2 separate regions of the Gossypium arboreum genome follow, and region 1 is linked to region 2. The links are chromatin contacts, called in public Hi-C maps. All regions are on one chromosome and are shown on one strand. The core of a region is the stretch at or near the end of the contact, and the rest is flanking DNA. Distances in the headings are between cores, read along the strand shown. Region 1 holds the start of LOC108473666 (aldehyde dehydrogenase family 7 member B4). Region 2 holds the start of LOC108473556 (mitotic spindle checkpoint protein MAD1).

The links. A called contact is a pair of places that touch in the nucleus more often than the background predicts.
Region 1: a Hi-C map of leaf shows a contact between it and region 2, with 2.7 times the contacts expected there. The contact joins the promoter of LOC108473666 here to the promoter of LOC108473556 in region 2. A contact is called at or near these places in 2 of 5 Hi-C or Micro-C datasets (both in leaf).

What each region holds. Positions count from the first base shown.
Region 1 is chr6:16,464,870-16,467,804 of ASM2569848v2, reverse strand. LOC108473666 (aldehyde dehydrogenase family 7 member B4) reads right to left here and starts at 1,635. Exons shown (of 16, transcript XM_053029596.1): 1 at 1,446-1,635; 2 at 1,111-1,247; 3 at 625-711; 4 at 382-513. The coding sequence starts at 1,245.
Region 2 is chr6:16,130,789-16,133,646 of ASM2569848v2, reverse strand. It overlaps LOC108473556 (mitotic spindle checkpoint protein MAD1), which reads left to right and starts at 1,524. Exons shown (of 15, transcript XM_053029724.1): 1 at 1,524-1,877; 2 at 2,062-2,161. The coding sequence starts at 1,689.

The sequences.
Region 1 (2,935 bases), core at 386-2,885, 330 kb before region 2:
TGATCTCCATGAATGGTGGAAATCATAAAAGAAAAAGGAAAGTAGTTGCTGTAAAAGAGAAATATCAGAAAATAGTACTGTTACAAGATTTGGTGAATTCAAACTACACACAGTGAAAACCTTAAGTCTAGAAGCAAGGTCTTCTTGGCGCATTGCTTTGACTATTAATAAAAGAATTTCTTTTATTTTTAGCAGAAAATAGAAATTGACAGATTCCCAACAAAAAGTACCTCTCTCTTGAGTCATGTGAAGATTGAAGAAAATATTTAAACTAACTCAACCAAATGCTGAATGGCTCATGTAGTTCAATATGGGCTGCCTTATGACATATTATATGCAAAGAAACCAATGTGATAACAGTGACAAGGCTGCATTACATACTTGAACTTCCCCAATTCCTTCGGGAAGAATTTTTCCCATCTCAAGAGAAACAAGGTGGCCAAGCTGCTGTAGTTTGGATCTCAATGCATCACCTATTTGTCGAACTATGTCACCTCTCTTAGGGGCTGGAACCTGAAACAATAAATAAAGCATAAAAGGTTCAGAGAAGTAAAAATGGCATTGAGAAATGTAAATTTCCAACCGAAATATTAAGTTTAAGAGTATGGTATCCGTCCATCTTACCTGCATCCAAATCTTTGCTGCTTCACTGCAAGCTTGCATCCCTTCCTCATAGTCTTGGATGGAAGCCTCACTAACTTCGGCAATTTTCTGCAAAAGCAACATTTAAATAATACTAAAATTATAGGAGTGAAGAAACTAATAGTTTCTAAATGCCTGGATCAAGTAGTTTAGTACTCAGCAACTAGCAAGTGTGTTTGTAAAACATTAATAATATCTTTAAAATGCAGAAACAAAAATAAAAGAAAACCTACAGCATATGAGTAAAAGCTAAAAATTAAAACCAAGAATACTGCCACTCCATAAAAGCGCAAGTCTTAACATTGGTTTATTTTAAAGATTTATAGAGGAGGATCCAAGTCGGAAAAATACGATGAGATTGAATGTATGTTATTTTCTCAGAAAGTCAATCCCATCAGTCTCACCACAATTAATAATAAACCCATCTTATCCAGCATGAAAAAACAAAACATTCTAAAAAAATAGAACCTGATTATTGGCAGGATTAAGAGTAGAAACCACAGGGCCACTTCCTTTCCAGGTGCCATTCACAAAACATCCCAAATTGCCAGAACTCAATCCGATCTCGCTCAAGAACTCGTACTCTTTCCTTGAAAAACCCATCTCTGCAATTACACACAAAAAAAAAGGAAAAAAAGAAGTTTCCTTCAAAATCCAACCGAAATATATACAAAAACAGAGGAAAGGTTTTTAATAATTCATCATGAACTCGATCTCTATTACATTGCTTTTTCTTGAGTAACAAAGGTAGAGAGAGGAAGTAAAATGTTAAAGTTGATGTGGAAGGAGAGAGAGAAGAGTACCTTAAGTAGAGGACTGAGACAGACGGAGGCCTTTTCGGCCTATGATCTGAACAGAGCCGTGACGTATGGGGGATGTACAAGATTATATCTATAAATTTTGTCCATACTTTATCCTCTTCTGCAATGGATCACACGTAATGTTCTCGTCTTTTTCATTAGGTGGCTCTCTCATCTGATTTTTTATTTATTATACCAAATCATGGGTGATACTCTAAATAAGTCCTAAACTTTAAAACATTTTAAACAAGTCCCTATATTATCATATTGCTCCAATCAGGTCCTTTCCTTTGTAATTTTTTAACTTTTTCGTCTTATGAGTATTTATAACATGTGTTATATTTAGGCATAATAATTTTTTTTACCCAAAGAATTATTTTAGTTTTTCATTTAATTTTTCGCCTCTTTTACTATTATGAAATTAGACCGATTACCTGGGATATGAATGCATTATCTCGAAACTTCTTAACATATCGTTTTAACTTCATAACCAGAAGAGGAAATACCGTTGCGCATGCAATGGCGAAAGAAGGGATGAAAAGCTTAGAAGATTGTTTCTAGGTAGAAGATGCACATTTAAGAGCCATAGATTTAACAGCATCGGACCTTCAACTCATGCAATCAACTCATGCAACTGCCATGAGTTTCTACATATTAGGTCCTACTCTTTGGATGGAGGATTTCATCTATCCATTCAAAGATAACCTCAATCTCCCCTCCTGTCACATTCTCCACGATTGTTTTGGTCAGGAAGGGTTTGGCCATTTGGTATCACCAATAATCTGAAGTGCTTTTTTTGGATGAAGTTTCTAGAGGTTGTTTTAGTTTTATTTTATTTTTGTTGCTATGTTTTTTTTATTTTTCTTCAAATGTTTTATTAGACTTTTTGATCTAGACCTATAATAATAAACTAAACAAATTATTTCAAAAAAAATCATCTTTTTTAGTCCTTAAATTTGTAGTTTTTGTCAAATCATCCTAAAATGGATGGAAAAGTTCATGTTTGTTAACTTTACTAACATAGCATACACGTGGATTCTAATATAGATGGCATGTCAACATTTAATTAATTTTAAATTTTAAAAATTAATTAAATGTTCACTTTTTCATTCATTCGTAATTTGACCCAAAAAAAAATCACAATAACTAAAATATGTAAAAATTAAATAAATGGTCAAATAAGTCATTATGCTTTATATTTACTAGAATTAACTTTATGCTTACATAGAAGTTTTATAATTTTTTTCTAATTAATCATTATATTCTAAATATTATTAAATAATAATTACTTATTTAATTTTAAAATTGTAAGCTACTAATATTTTATATAATTTTAATTGTTGAAATTATTTTTTATTATTGTTTAAGAGTATTCCTAAATTAAATACTTGAATACAAATATATCATTTTAGATTCATCATTTTTTGAAATATAGATACATCATTTGATAATATAAAAAAACAAAACAAAAGTTTCCTTACAAATGAGATATG
Region 2 (2,858 bases), core at 275-2,774:
CAGACCAAAATGTCCCTAGCTTGTAATTATTTCAAGTACAGAGGTGATGTCGCGAGACACCAATTCCTGTGTTGCAACATCAAGGGCAGTATGCTCATATTCAGGATGTCTTCAGGGGTATGTTGCGACATTGAAGGCAGTCTTAGAATTCTTCTATTCTACTCCTTATGTTGCAACATCCAATGCTTTGTGCTGTAACCCAGTAACCAGTATCGAGTTAACACGCCTTCTAATGATCTCCTATATGCTCACAAAGTCTATTAGCTCACATTCGGCTTCTAAGGTCAACAAAAGACTCAAATTACACACTTTATTGAACTTAGCTAAACTTATGAAAATGTAATTAAAACTTAACTAAAATACTTATGTTCAAGCTCCTAAAGTGCGAAAACTAGTTTAATTTGCTATACCAAATTACGGCAGATCAACATGCAGCAAAAGTAAGAAACCCTTTTTAGAATCACTCAATCACATCAAACCTTCAACAATTGAGAAGTCATAGGAAAATTAGGCACCTGAATGCCTCGAACAGTTGAATGACAACTCATTTCTTCGTTCTTTGTCGTATAGGCATAAGCTGTCGTCTCTATAGGTACACCAGCTTCACGAAGTTGCAAGTGTTCATTCTTTGAACCACTATGGTTACCCTGACCACTAAGACCACCTCTTCTTACCCTAATCATAATACCTAACTAAATCTAGAATGACTAGAAGGAGTATTTGAAAATTTTAAGAAGTTTACCTTAAATCATGACTGTTCTTCTCAACAACGTCTCTTTCTCAAAAATTTCAAACCCAAACGGTTCAAATTTAGGGTTAAAGTCTGATCCTTTTAAAGAAATTCAAAGCATTCAAAGCATGAAGATTCACATATCCAAGAGCGAAGGCTCAATTAGCATCGTACAACTGTACATCCCTTTAACATCTGACAAAACTTGAACAACAATTTTGAGTGAAGTGCATATATAATAAGTTTCATTCTTATAAATCCCTCACTTCACTTAACCAAGTTCTAAGAAGAGCCACTTTATAACTCTTATTCAAACTAAGTGGAAGACAAATTGTTATGGTGTCCGCTATTATCGGCCCAGTACCCGGTTACCTGATTGGAACCTACTTGTAATCTGCATAGTTCACATCTTTACATGAGTTCACACATAGTGAATTCGTGGTGAGTTCGTATCCTTTCATGAGCTCTATAAGGTAGGTTCGCATCACTATGCAGGCAAACGAACACCTAGAGAACACGTGTGGATCTTAGAATAAGGTACGTGTTGGCATTCATGGGAGCCTACTTAGGACGTTATGAACCGTATCATATAAATAAATAAATTAACCCCCTTTGAGAGACAGACACACAAAAATACTCAATAGGCTTAATTTATTTTTTGGTATTTTCTTGAGAACTTTTTATCCTTATAATTTTTTTAATGTCAAAAGGACCAAATCAGTGATCCGCAAAAAACCTAATCTGAGTAAAAAACAAACTTTAAGGATCAAAATAGGAAAAAACTATATATTTAGGGACTAAATGATGCATCAAAACTATTTGGTCCAGAAGTGACGGGCGCTTTGTCATTGCCCGAACATAGAATAGAAATGCGCCATTTTCCTTTCTTCCAAATTTGATTTTGAATTGTTGAGAAAAAGAGAGAGAAACCCTAGAAATTTGAATTTGTGGAGACAATATGATCCTGAGGACTCCACCACCCAAGAAGCAAAGAGCCGAACCCATACTTCACGAGAGTCCGTCACCGCAAGTAGCTTCCGAGGGACGTCTCGTCATCTATGAGGACAATCCTCTGGCGGCGCCTCCGCCGGAGTCGCCTCACCAGCCCTCTGATCACCTCCTCTGCACTTATCAATGCCGACAGATGGTAGTCTTGTGTTAATTCCTGCATCAGTTAGCATTCATATTCCAATTTGCTTTTTTCTTTCTTGCTTTCTTTCTTAATTTCATTGTTTTATTTTCTTAGGTCAAAGCAGATTTTAGCATTCATATTCCAATTTGCTTTTTTCTTTCTTGCTTTATTTCTTAATTTTATTGTTTTATTTTCTTAGGTCAAAGCAGATTTTATAGATGCCTTGAGCAATGCGGAGAAGCAAATTCGTGATTATCAGTCCAAACTAGAGATTTTAAATGAAAACCTTTCTAAAGCCGGTAGATTATATCTACACTTTGGTCTTGTGAATTTGTTAAGTACACTTCTATTTGTATGGATATTGCATTTTTGTGCATATTTTGCAAAATGACGAATGCATTAAGTTTTACTCAATGCTGTTGTTCTTTTCCCAAAGGACTTTCCGCGTGTGTTTATGCTTCATTTACTTGTTTGTGTTTTGCTTTCTAGGATAAGATATCGCAGAAAAGATAAATTGTAATTAATTAAAATTGAAGAAATGACTGAAGTGCAATACCGATTCTAACATAGATTAGTTATTCAATACAATAGTAAAGTCATACATTCATTTTGTCCTGAAAAGAAAAACAGCATTTCAACTATTCTGAAATGTCCGAACCCTTTGTCCTTTGTGCTTCAACAAGTAACAAGCAAATAGCAAAAACAACAACCAAATGGTACCTTAATATTAACAAAAAGTTCTTATATAAAGGGCTGACTTCTCATTTGTTCGTGCATAGTGATTTATAATTTACATTCTGTTTACTTTTACCAGTTGTTTTATAGTGCTGAAGGCTTATAGGGTTCCCATGAGGGGAAAGAGGAAAACTTATGAGGTTGCGGTGAGGTTTTGAACATCTTAAAATAGATGCTTAACGCAATTTAAAATGCTAATAACGAGCTACCTGTGGTTGGCCCCACTAATATTGTCATGATAAAGTTCAAAGCTCTGATCCA